2 separate regions of the Gasterosteus aculeatus genome follow, and region 2 is linked to region 1. A link is a contact called in public Hi-C data. All regions are on one chromosome and are shown on one strand. The core of a region is the stretch at or near the end of the contact, and the rest is flanking DNA. Distances in the headings are between cores, read along the strand shown. Region 1 holds the start of abcb6a (ATP binding cassette subfamily B member 6 (LAN blood group) a). Region 2 has its middle 14 kb from the start of nrp2a.

Evidence for each region. Hi-C and Micro-C count contacts between places; a contact is called where the count stands out from the background.
Region 2: a Hi-C map of whole body shows a contact between it and region 1, with 6 times the contacts expected there. The contact joins the enhancer-like site here to the promoter of abcb6a in region 1. A contact is called at or near these places in 3 of 6 Hi-C or Micro-C datasets (liver, skeletal muscle and whole body).

What each region holds. Positions count from the first base shown.
Region 1 is chr1:23,909,440-23,915,589 of fGasAcu3.hap1.1, reverse strand. It overlaps abcb6a (ATP binding cassette subfamily B member 6 (LAN blood group) a), which reads left to right and starts at 1,354. Exons shown (of 20, transcript XM_040187488.2): 1 at 1,354-1,701; 2 at 2,052-2,575; 3 at 3,445-3,585; 4 at 3,681-3,870; 5 at 4,032-4,124; 6 at 4,213-4,405; 7 at 4,508-4,629; 8 at 4,765-4,874; 9 at 4,958-5,023; 10 at 5,160-5,285; 11 at 5,395-5,471; 12 at 5,559-5,622; 13 at 5,702-5,787; 14 at 5,896-5,953; 1 more. The coding sequence starts at 2,060.
Region 2 is chr1:23,984,862-23,991,632 of fGasAcu3.hap1.1, reverse strand. No RefSeq gene overlaps it. Among protein-coding and RNA genes, the nearest start is that of nrp2a, 14 kb to the right of the region's middle. Within about 2 kb of position 1,907, at least 1 of the 9 cell types and tissues checked has open chromatin away from gene starts, as enhancers often do.

The DNA of each region.
Region 1 (6,150 bases), core at 105-2,604:
CTCGGAGACAAAGGAGCGGGGTTTGAAGCAGCCGATGGACAGAAGGTCCATTTCCACTCGCACAAAAGAGCCGGGGAGATGAAGCAGATTAGCAGCTCTTTATGCCCATTGTGAAGGCTCTAAATGATAAGATTTACCCCTTTTCCCATCTCAGCTTGTGGCCTGTGTGTGTGTGTGCGTGTGTGTGCGTAAGCTTCTTCCTCTTTCACATTAGGATACGCTTCCCATTTTTTATTCCTTCACATGCAGGTACACACAAATACACACACTTTAGTCTGCCGAGTCTTTCATTCATCCCCTCAGGAAGGGCAGACGCGACAGATGGCTTTTGAGTCACTTCCAGTCTTTGTACTCAACCCTGAATTTACACTTTGATGGGAAAAGCTCTAAGCTTAAACCCTCTCATCACTGAAAGACTTCCTATGTTCCTTTGACTTTAAATTGGCTCCTTTCGGAGGAAGAGGCGTTGTTTCTGTAATCGCTTGTTCACTTCATATGGCTGTGAATAACAGCGTTAGCATTGATAGAATGCTATTCATTATTACCATTTCCCATCTCCAGGACTTGTTTTTTCCCACCACCTGTGTCTCTCGTGGGAAGTTTTAATGCCTATTGTATAATACGGCGGTTTTGTCTGATTATACCTTAGTATTTACTGCCATCTCTTGATCATTTTGTGGCACTGCAAGGTGTCCTTTCATTCCAGGTATATTTATTCCAATCACAAGCCAATAAGATAGATAAAATCTTTTATCTTTTATCTTTTATTTTTCATTTTGGGTATGAAATTAGAGTTTTGCATTCCTCCGCTTGGTTTATGGAGAAAATGTAATCTCAACTGAAAATAAAGGACAAAAATCGGCTTGTAAAGTTATATTAGATCAAGGAATAGCATTGCTCTTTTCATTGAACTGTTGAAGTTTATCTCATTTACAATGGGGAAATATAACTAAATATATTTGCTTGAGGTACTACTTCAAATTTTCCTGTCACTTTATATTCATTTCACAGGGACATACAATACTCCACATTTATTTGAAACAAGCTACATTCAGTTTAAAAGTTTAATCCAAAACATACTAGGTAAAACATAAATCATGCGATTAAACAATCCAACAACACATGAAGTAGTTAAAAAGGAGAGTAAAACTACTCACAATATGTGAACTATATGTAGGCCTATATATGAAAAATAGAATCCATAATGAGTATTTTTAATTACAACCTTGTTCTTACAGTAGCTGGCAATAACCGACTTTTGTACATTTACTTGAAATTGTAAATGCACAACTTCTTTTCCAAAAACACCTTCCGCATAATTTTATTTTGTCCTCTACTTTTTTTTTTTTACTACGTTTTAAGCCTCCGTGGGGCGCCGCGTGCCCTCACAGACCAAAGCAATCGAACGCTGTTGCGTAAAGCGTCAATCGCCGAGTCACGGATTGGAGCCACTTGAACCAACATGCACGTAACGAGGACAACTTGGTGGTAGCGATGACAGACGCGCGGCTGTGCATCGCCTGAGCGCTGCTCCGCCACGTTTTAAACTGCCGTTTGTTTTCAAGTCGCGTAAAGCCGACCGAGCTAGCTCACCGCTAATCTGTGTGACTTGCTAGCTTCTCTGGAGTAACCTCTGTTTATGACGAGTGCGTCGTCCAGAAGACCGAAGTTGACGTAAACCTTTTCCGCCCGCCAAATACGGTGAGTTTACCGTTAATGTTGTTCTACGTGTATGGTGTTACATTCGTCTTTGTTATCTCCATATGAACGCTACTGGAGAATACTAAACGCCAACACAAAAGCGTTTCACTCCGTTTGTGGGGATACGGTCCATATCTAAGCAGTAGAGTTAACCATGACTCAGCAAAAAAAATGTCGCTGAGGTCCACTACACCTATTATGGCAGAGTTGTGTTGCACCCATGCAAGTGTGTAAAGCGAGTCCAGGCACTTCTTCAGCAGGACGATGTGTCCCACGTTTATTGACCCACTTGTGCTTTTATTTCCGGTTGTGATGCTTCTCTGCTGACACACTCTCTGCCCCCCCTCCAGTTTCAGCCATGGTGTTCATTCAGGGTTACTGCGAAACCAATTCCTCCATCTCTCGCACCTGGGTGGACGAGGGCATCTCCCCATGCTTCTACTTCACCCTGGTCCCCTCCATCCTGCTCACCATGGCCTTCTTCCTGGGCACCGTCCACTGCGTCTTCTACCAGAAATATGGCACGGCGATGGAGCCAAAGTTCATCCCGCGCTCCTGCCTCTACGGCTTCCAGCTGGCCCTCTCCGTCCTCCTGATCTTCCAGTTTGCGGGCGGGGCGGTGTGGCGGGCCGCCAGCGGGGGAGAGCTCCCGGGATACGCGGTGCTGTACGGCTGCTTCTCCGCGCTGGCCTGGGGCTGGTCCGTAGCCCTGCTGAGGGTGGAGAGACGGAGGGCCCTGCTGATGTCCCGGACGAGGGGCCACAGCGCGGCCCTGCTGCTGTTCTGGGCCGTGGCGTTCTCGGCGGAGAACTTGGCCTTCGTCTCTTGGTTCAGTCCGCACTGGTGGTGGGGCCTGGAGAACGCTGAGCAACAGGTGAGGAGGGGGCGGGTCAAATGTCACATTAGAGGTGAAAAGGACTTTGCCAAGTGATATGCAGTTTTCAGTTATATAAATATGGTACCCTGCATATGTCGTTCAGATGCCGCTGTGCTTCGTACCGGCATACAGGGCCTGCATGTCATTTATCCCCATTCCGATCTATTCATCTCATTTCAATCTCGCTCTCTGGCATCTCTTTTTGTTGTTTTAAGGATGTGCTATGTGTGCTTTCACCGGCTAGTGGGTCAAAGGTTCTTTAATGTTAAAGAAGACGTAGGTGTGTTTTTATGACACACGCCTATGTCTCTGCACCCGGCACTAAGCCGTCCAGTCTTTCTTATGTTAAGTGTCCATTGCACGCTAACAAAGGGAGGCAGGCATGTAAGCAATCTGAAACCGCAACCGTGTGGCCAAGAGGAGAGCCTGTTTTTTTGCTGAGTCACTACTCATTCTGACTATCAGATTCCAGGCCCACTGCTAACCAATCAAATCATCAGACCCGCCTCTAGCCCCTCCCACACCGAGTCAGTACCATAACTAGTTGTGTAATTGTAAGCATGACTTTTGTAGGGGTTTTTTGCTATGTTGTTTTGTGGGGTTTTTTCCAAATCTACACCTCAAACGGTTTATTCTCTGCTCAGTTTCAAACTTGAAACAACAAACACAAGTCAAGAACAAATATTTTATCATTTAAATAATAACTTATTATACATGGATGTAAATTGCTCAAATACTTCATTGTGTTGTAAATGACACCCCTCATTTAGTAATTTTGTCATACAAAACTGTATGATGAACACCGAACAATGCGGATTCACTGGTATCCATATTGATCTTTTTTGAATTTCCAATGATCCCCTCAGGTTCAGTTCTTCCTGTGGCTGATGCGCTACACAGGCACCGGGCTGCTCTTCTTCATCGGTCTCAAAGCTCCGGGGTTGCCACGGAAACCGTACATGCTCCTGATTAACGAAGACGAGCGGGACGTAGAGGGCAGCGGACGGGTGAGCGGCGCGCACGTTTTCCCTGGGATGCTCCTATTGGGCCACAATGCAGGGTTTTTTATGTTCATTATTCAACACATTTCTCTTTGTCTCAGGGCCTTTTGGGTGGACCAGAAGAGAACCAATCCACCTGGCTGGGTTTCAGGAAGAAGGTCCGCGTGCTTCTTCCCTACATGTGGCCCCGGGGGAACACCTTCCTCCAGCTTCTGGTCGTCTTCTGTTTGACGCTGCTGGGAATCGAGAGGGTCGTCAACGTCTTTGTGCCCATCTACTACAAGAATATCGGTGAGGGGCCGATCTCTTTGCCTGATCCCCGCACACCCAGACGTTTGCCTAATTCACTTCTGGGGTTAAACGGGCCGTGCCTTGCCGGGAAGCTCAGCGGCGCGCTAATCGTGCTAATAGGATGCGTGATGTGACAACGTAATGTCTTTTGTCCCTCTCAGTGAACAAGCTGACCGACGGCAGCAGCTGGCGCTCTCTGGCCACCACCGTGTGCCTTTATGTCCTGCTCAAGTTCCTGCAGGGCGGCGGTGCAGGTAGGACCAAGACAAGTTGAACACTTCCCAAGTGATAATTTGAGTCCGCCGTACCAATCATTGCCCCTCCCGCTCCCCCTTCCCCCAGGCGCGTCGGGTTTCATCAGTAACCTGCGCTCCTTCCTGTGGATCCGGGTGCAGCAGTTCACCAACCGCGTGGTGCAGGTGCGCCTGTTCAGCCACCTGCACTCGCTCTCGCTGCGCTGGCACCTGGGCCGCAAGACCGGCGACGTGCTGAGGAGCATCGACCGCGGCACCACCTCCATCAACAGCCTGCTCAGGTGAGGCAGCCGTGGAATGGATGAGGGGATTTCCTCCAGACTCCTACTTTTTTCTTTCTGGCCGTGTAATAAACTCACGGATTCCCTTCGTGTCCCCCACAGCTACATCGTGTTCAGCATCATCCCCACCATGGCCGACATTGTCATTTCCATCATCTACTTCATCACCAATTTCAACGCCTGGTTCGGCCTCATAGTTTTTGTCTGCATGGGCCTGTACCTCAGTAAGTAGCGCCCGTTGAAAACGCGGCAATCCGAGAAATTGTCATTTTGTCATTATATATTTGTCATTATCATTTAATGGCGATATTTAAGATGTGGTGAGCTTAGTGGAACGTGTTTCCCCCCACACCCCCCAGCTCTGACCATCATCATCACGGAGTGGAGAACCAAGTACAGACGAGACATGAATCAGAAGGACAACAATGCCAAGACCAAGGCGGTGGACTCCTTGTTGAACTTTGAGACGGTACATCAGGCATTTTGTCTTATGGAGGAGTTTCCATCAATCCAAGAAGTTTTTATTTCATTTTTTTATATTCTATTCAACAGGTGAAATACTACAATGCAGAGAACTACGAGGTCGGGCGTTTCGAGGACGCCATCTTGAAATACCAGGCAAGTCGGACAACTTTGAATCTGGACAGACATGAGATCTTATCAAGCTCGTGTCCTACAAATCAGCAGTTTGTATTTGACAACGGCCGGGCAGGGATCGGTCGATTTGATCTTTTCTGCTCCCGCCCCTTTTTAGGTGTCGGAGTGGAAGGCCCAGGCGTCCCTGGCCTTCCTCAACCAGACACAGAACGTCATCATCGGTGGGGGCCTGCTGGCCGGCTCCCTGCTCTGTGCTTACTTTGTGACGGAAGGAAAGTTTCAGGTACCGGCGACGTCGTACTTTACAAGGCGCTTTGCAGGTTTAAACCGATCAGGAAGTGAAGTCTGTTTGATTGGAAAGAAAATAAAAATGAAAAATGCTCTTGTCTCAGGTTGGAGATTTTGTTCTTTTTGGTTCCTACATCATCCAGTTGTACACCCCCCTCAACTGGTTTGGTACCTACTACAGGTAAGAGGAAGCATTAAGTCGGTAACGATCCATTGGCCCTCACGGTCCTGTCTTCTGGTGAAGTCCTTCTGTTTTTCTTTACCACAGAATGATCCAGAATTCTTTCATCGACATGGAGAGCATGTTCAAGCTTTTCGAAGAGGACGAAGAGGTGACTTTTTTGTGTGTTCTCACCCTCTGTGTCGCGATGACCTCTTTTTAACGCCTTCCGTATTTGTCCTCCCGCGCAGGTCAAAGATGATGTAAATGCAGGGAGTCTTCAGTACAAAAAGGGAATGGTGGAGTTCAAGAATGTCTACTTCAACTACGTCGACGGGTTAGTTCGCGTGTGTTTCGGTTGCAGCAGAAATGACTGCTGCTGAAATAGTTGTTTATTTTATTCAATTACGAGACTCCGTTCTCCCGTTTTCTCTCTGCCTTCCAGCAAGCAGATTCTCAAGGATGTCTCCTTCACTGTCCTTCCAGGACAGACCTGTGCCGTGGTAAAGAACACCTCTCAATTCAAATTACCAATACAGTCAAAGTGCCAACCTTCTGTTCAGAGGTGCCTTTTCCTTCTAATCTCCCCAGGTGGGACCATCGGGCTCTGGGAAGAGCACCATCATGAGACTCCTCTTTCGTTTCTATGACGTTCAGGGAGGCTGCATCAACATCGACGGGCAAGATATATCAAAAGTGA
Region 2 (6,771 bases), core at 658-3,157, 75 kb before region 1:
TGAGTGATCGGCAATCTTTCCCCAACCAAAAAACAACCTGATGCCGCCAGAGTTCAGCAAATAATGCACACGCACACACAAGTACACACACACACAAGTACACACACACACAAGCACGCACACACACAAGCACGCACGCTCGCGCCGTGGATTTCCACAGTAAACATCAGAGATATGTGACCACCCTCTGAGAGAGAGTGTTTTTATAACACGCCTTATCTCAGCCCACCCAACTTCAGAGGGACAAGGACAGGGGGGGGGGGCTAGGAGGGGGGCTGGTGGGGGGCTGAGCCGGGAATTCCCTGTGCGTCTCCAGGCTAACACGCACACACGTGGCATTGAAGATGGGGAGGGTTTGGCCCCCGCGCAGACATAAAGGCTGCCCTTGACTTGAGAAGCGACTTATGACGGACACACGCGCATATGTGGAGACGCCCTGAAGGGGTGAAGGCCTATCGGTGTCCATGAGCTCTGTTCCACCTCCGGAGTGAGAGCAAATTGAGCAGCCGCCCCGTGGAAGTCTTTCTCATGCGTGAAACATGGGAGGCGTTCCTCCAAACACGGACAACGAACACGTGACGGGTCGGATCTGGTGCAGTGGAACCACTTCTCTATAAATCACTTTAGGTTAGTTGTGTTCGACTCGATGAGCCAGCGACTCTTGTGATGATGCAACTGTCCCGAAGGTCCTCCGGGGGGGGGGGGTGCCACAAACGCCCCTCATCCGGCAGCTGTCCCATTCATCTCGTAGTGATGACTGGCCGTGTTTAGAGATTCATCTCCAGCACAGATAATGTGCCCCCCTCCCCTTTCTGGTTTCCCTATTGGCCTGCTTGTCGCATGCTTTCAAGCAGCTGTTAGGGGGGGCACCGTGATACCCCTTCAGCCTCACACTTCCTTTTCCGCTTGCCGCTGCAGGACTCTTAGTATTCAAGCCGCATGGCAAACAAAACAATGTTATTGGACGATTCTCCAAAAGGGCAGATGAGCTCCGGCTTCCATGTCGTTGAGTCGCCACCACACGCGCTACAAACTAATTGTCAATTGAACTTAAAAACCATCTATCAAAGGGTACAAATTGTAAGACCCAGGCCAAACAACCCGTTCCTACCATTGTGCCGGATGGAAGCGAGGTCATGTATCAATCTTATATCAGCTGACAAGTAGGGCCATTTTTCTCAAAGACTTATTTTTGCAACCTCGGCCTCCCTCTTCAGGCCCGGAGGTTGGCGGCCGGTCAGGTTCCGTCGCAGTGGGACTATTACGGGGGGAAGTTTTAATTGCTTCCTGGTGACGGCGTGCGTGCGTGCGTGCGTGCGTGCCCGCCTCCTCGCGGCAACCGCGTCCACTGAGGAGTGAGGTAAGTGGTGAACCTCGGATACCGAACAGCGAGCGATCGCTGGACAGCCCCCGCCGCCATGAGGTCAGACCAACGTTGTGTTGCCTCGATTGCATGGTCTGAAGACCCCCCCCCCCCCTCTCCCCCCTCCAGCGAGGCATATTGACGCGGCGTGAGGAGGTTAAGCCGGCGGTTTAGTGTCCGCGGGGCCGTGACATTCTGACTGGCCAGCCTGTAATTGACTCGTCGGTGTGTATCGGTTCAACCGCGCCTCACTTGCTCCGCCTGCGTCTGGGGGATTTTGGGGGGGGGGAGGCCGTGATTGACAAGCTACAACTAATGCGCCCGCAATTTGGATCACGCCGGGCGTTTCTTCTGCTCTGGCTATTTTTCGCCCACGTTTGATTTACATGCTTTTGGTATTTCTCACACTTGTTTGGTTTCCATCTGCCTATCGGCGGCGGCGATCTCAGGTTCCATCTTCCTGGGGTCGCACCCGGGCCTTCCTCCCCTCGGATCCGCGGTGTCAGCTCACGTTAGCCGAGCGGCGCTAAAGTCCCAGCGCTCAGGGGAGCGAGAGCGTCGGGGGAGGGGGGGGTGTCGGTTACTGTGGAAAGTTGGCCGCTCATGCTGCGGGCGTGCCGTCCGGCCTCTGGCTTGGTTTCAGCTGTCTACTCCTGTACGTGCACACACACACACACACACACACACACACACACACACATACACGGACTATATGTCCGGCCTCCCCAGTGACTGGACCCCAGTACAGAAGCATAATCTATTTAAGGCCACTAACTCTGCGGATTAGATCAAGATTCGGCCCCATATTGGCGAGTCTGGCACAGGACTTTGCTCTAATTTATTCCTGACATGTCGCTCACACACACACACACACACACACACACACACACAGAGTCCCTGCTGAATAATGTGATCTCACTCACACCCAGATGTGGTCACGCGTACAGTACAAATGGAGCACTTTAATTTAATTACATTTTTTAAAGGTTTTCCCTTTCACAGCGACATTTACATCATTTGGAAAAATCTACCCCGTCTCATATTAGATGACTGCTGGCAGCAAAGTAAAGCAGATTACAGGTTATTATTAGCACCATGAGACATATTAACACCTTTCCCTTTCGAGAAGGAATGGTACGGAGAATGGCTGTGTCTGAACACCGTTCAAGGTCGTAAAGCTGGCTAAATAAGAACACACATTTATCTCCGTTTCGGCCTCTTGTTGCTTTTCTTTTCCTGGATGTAGATCTGAAAACACCACAGTGGCCATGATGAAAACGGAGTTTCGGGAAAATGATGGCGTCAGCTTGCTCGGTCGCACGGCCGCAGTGGGAAATATTAAAACCAGCTCGAGGTGAGTGTTGGTGCGCTCACACACACACACACACAGCGAGCACACACTTTTTCAACATTAAGACCGACTGTCCTCACATTCTGTGATGCTTCCCGATTTCTGTCACAAAATAATCCAAACCCACTTCAGCTTCCCACGCGCCAAGATCCCCGTCTTCCCACAGAGGGGAAGTCCGGCGTTTTGCTATTCTGCTTCCAGTTTTTATTTGCTTCCAGCGTGGAAAAAGCTCTGCGGAGTACTTAGAGTTGCAAATGTTAGAATAATGAGGCGAGCCTGTAAATAATGAAACAAAGGGTGTAGAGCATCAATTAAGAGCCATTTACTGCCTCGCATCCATCTTGTCTCCACCCGCGCGTGATTTCAGATGTGTTTTTGTGCGTGTTTTTGTGCGCCGTACGCTCCGTGCTGAAAACACATTAATCAACTTGTGAAACATCACGGCCTCCTCTGATACAAAAATGAGCCGTCCGGAACCACATTGATGACATTGTCTCCGTAATTGCTCTTTGACAGCTACGCGAAAACGCACACACACACACACGAATACACAGTTTAATTGCCTCCAAAATGTTTATGTCAAGATGGCGTTGCTAAGATAATGGCTGGGGACTGCCTGGCCCACACTAATGGCATCTCCGTATTTAGCGCTTCACATCAGCAGAGAAATCGGCAGAGCCCATCAGATATTTAGTGGCATGCGAAGGCTTCTATTGTCGGGGTAATATTGTGCTGCTGGATGCCGGCCAATTCATTAAAAACCTTATCGCACCAGAAGGAGATCTGGAGCACGGCGAGGCGTAGCAGGGAGATTTTAATAAACGTACCGAGGGCGAGATTCCCAAAACCCTGCTCCTCTGTTTGCGTGCAGGAATTTGACTCTTCGTGTCGCTCAAAAAAACGTTTTCCTGCGCAGCCGTCGGGCCCTCGTGCCGTCACACAGCGTCCCTCCAAGAATCTGTGTTTGAGATTTGTGAGTGTGAGCTGGTGTTGGATGGATACACCGCTGCAGCGAGGTGGGAAGTTCACCCAGGCGGTAGTTTCTTTTCACACACCTATGTTTCACCCACGCGGGTGTTTTTTGCCTCATTTTGTCTGATTTTAGTCCTCGTTATCACCAACCATGCTGGATTACAGCTGAAGACTTCCACCGTGATTTGTCTTTTTGGATCATGACATGTCGCAGGTGTCACTCTGAGCGGGGGTCTTTGGTATTTGGCAGATCATCTACTCTGAGAGCCAATCGCTGATGGCTCGGTTTGTTTGCAACAGGTCTGATTTAGGATTTGACTCCCAGTGTGTGTGTTTGTGGGGGGTTTCACGTGCTACTCGCACACTAACCAGACGTCTGAGTATTTTCTAATTCTTTTGCACATCACGAGGTGTCACATTAGAAAAATTGGACTGAATGATGAAAATGTTCTCCTAACATCATGAATATGGCATCGTGCAAAGCACCGCAGCATCCCTGCCTTGATCCACTTTACTCTGTGTAGTTTTCTTTTATCTGACTCCTATTAGTCAAATGTGATTATGCATCAACCCAACAATCAAGATTATTTTACATGCTGAAGTTTATGGAAATGCACTTCCATTTGGCTTTTATTTGGAAAGTTCTGAAAGTCCCGTTAAAAAACTTTTACAAATAATGGAAATGCCGCTGTGCTCTTTCACACACTTGCCAACTCTCTCTATCCCTCTCTCTCTCTTTCTCTCTCTCTTTCCCCCAGACTCTCCATCACACACACACACACTCACACGAGCGGCCGCAGTAGTGATGACCTTGCTATCGTTTACAACAGCTGCCGGTCCATTGTGCACTGCTCATCAGCTCAGTAACCGCCCGCTGCATTGCACACAAACACACACAAACACACACGCAGGCAATCGCAAATGGCGTCCCAGTTTCCAACCCCCCCCCCCCGACCTCTGACTAATTATTATGGCTCCAAAGCTGTGGTGAAAAGTCTCGTGACAAACCTCCGAGTAGATTGACGTTCACCAAGTCGTGGACTAAGCCGGGGGTTTGGGCATCACAGTCGCAGAGAGCAGGAAGGACGGCTGTGATGTGGGATGGGAGGCTGTTCGCTGCCATGCGTTCATCTCCTCCCTATCTGGGTTGCAGAATAACAAGTGAATGATTTATGAACTGCAAGCCACCACGGCGCAGGTTTCGAAGTGGAAGCGATGCAACGACGACGGGCTCGGGCAGATTGTTGTGTTTAACTCAGCGGGAATGCCGAGTGTAAACTGAAACTGGCTCGCTGTAATGACAGGTCTGCTGTTATTGTTGCTTTATTCCTTCATAGCTGGGATATTTATAGTTGTGTAATCACAATCAGCCACAACAATTACGCTCGGGTTCGGCAGCTCACTTAGTATGAGAGCAGACGCTAATATTTGAGATGTTCGGTCATAACAGAATAAAGCCCAATGGGTTATTGTGGTTTAATTCACCTCTCTAGCTTATTGAGCAATCATTGTCTCCAAACGTATGACCTCCATTAAATACATGTTATACTAAGTCAATCAAAATCTTCTTCAATATATATATATTAAGTATCTTAATTAGGTTTGCCTCATAAAAAGGCCTTTGAATGAACTCTTATAAATAAACTTCGCCTTGCCTATAAATACGTGTTCATTATGCACCTGTCTGTCACAGATTAGTGGCTCAGCCTATAGCCTTGTTAATAGTGTCTGGTCGCTATTTCCATCGGAACACTTGTGGCACACAACCAGAAATGCATTAACGGGGCCAAAATACTGGAAAAGTTAACCACATAAACTCAAAGTTAGAAAATCTAATGAAACAGTGCCGCCCACGCATCCGCGAGTACCCCAAAGAATTGAGTGTCAAAGGTGAATCCCAAGAGAGACACATGTACCGTCCGAGGCGGCGTCTGGCCGGTCGGCTGGACGCGTCCGTCATTCTGCTCCTGCGTGGGCGTCAGCGGCACGGCAGCCGGCCTGCTTCTCCCCAGCATCTCCAAGTTCTGAAGTTATCTCCTGCTGGAAAAATTGAAAACATATTGGACCCGGAGCAGGGCGCGGAAAACGCAGCAGCACCGTGGCCATTATCAATAATGAGCCCGAGACGCAAGGACGGTTCCATAAACAGGTTTGTGACCCCCCGAAAACAATTAGAGGCTGTTGTCCTGACCTTTTCGGCGATAACCACCCTCGAACCTGGGATTGAAAATAATGAGTCTGGCTGCAGTCATTACCTGAAGGACAGGAGTGTGGGCTGTGTGTGTGTGTGCGTGTGCGCATTGCTGTCAGAGAGCAATTGGATTACAAATGCCCTCGATATGGTTCAATTTTTTTGTTAAAGTTAAACTCGCAGCCCACGCGGCGTTGTTAGCTCAATGTTCTACGTTTAAGGCTCTAGGTCTTCTTTGTGTGTTTGTATCATTTCCTTCACAGTCAAACGCCCTCACATGCAAATTTGATTCAGGGTTGTGTATAATTCTCTGCGTGTTAAGCTCTCTCCTGCTTGGCTTTAGTCAGCAAGCCTCTCTGGCAGGAAGAAGCTCGCTGTCTGAACATTTTTGGACCGCGGTTTTCTGCCGCGTGTGGACGTCCAAGCACGCTCTTCTTCCGCCTCTTCCTCTTGCCGAAAGTCGATCAGCTCAACATGCAAAGTGGAGCGCCGCGTTACAGTTTCATCTGTGTAGAAGATCGTCACCTCTCTCGTGCACACGTGCACACCCGCTCCCCCCTCGTCTGTCTGCCTCCTGGTTGTGTGTTTACAGTGTGTTTGCCATCCACAGAGCCGGCTAGTGGAGCTTTGTTGTGCCTCTCTGGTCCCCTTCATCATTTGCCTTTGACAACACTGATAATCCCCCGACAAGATCCCCCATTCAAGCCCCTCCTGCACCCACACAAAGACACGTGCATACACACATGCACGCACGCGCACACAAACTAAAAAACATTTTCTGATGCTCACAAGCAAATTTGTGTACAAAAAACAGGCACACACAAATACAATCATGTACAGACACACACACACACACACACACACACACACACACACACACACACACACACACAC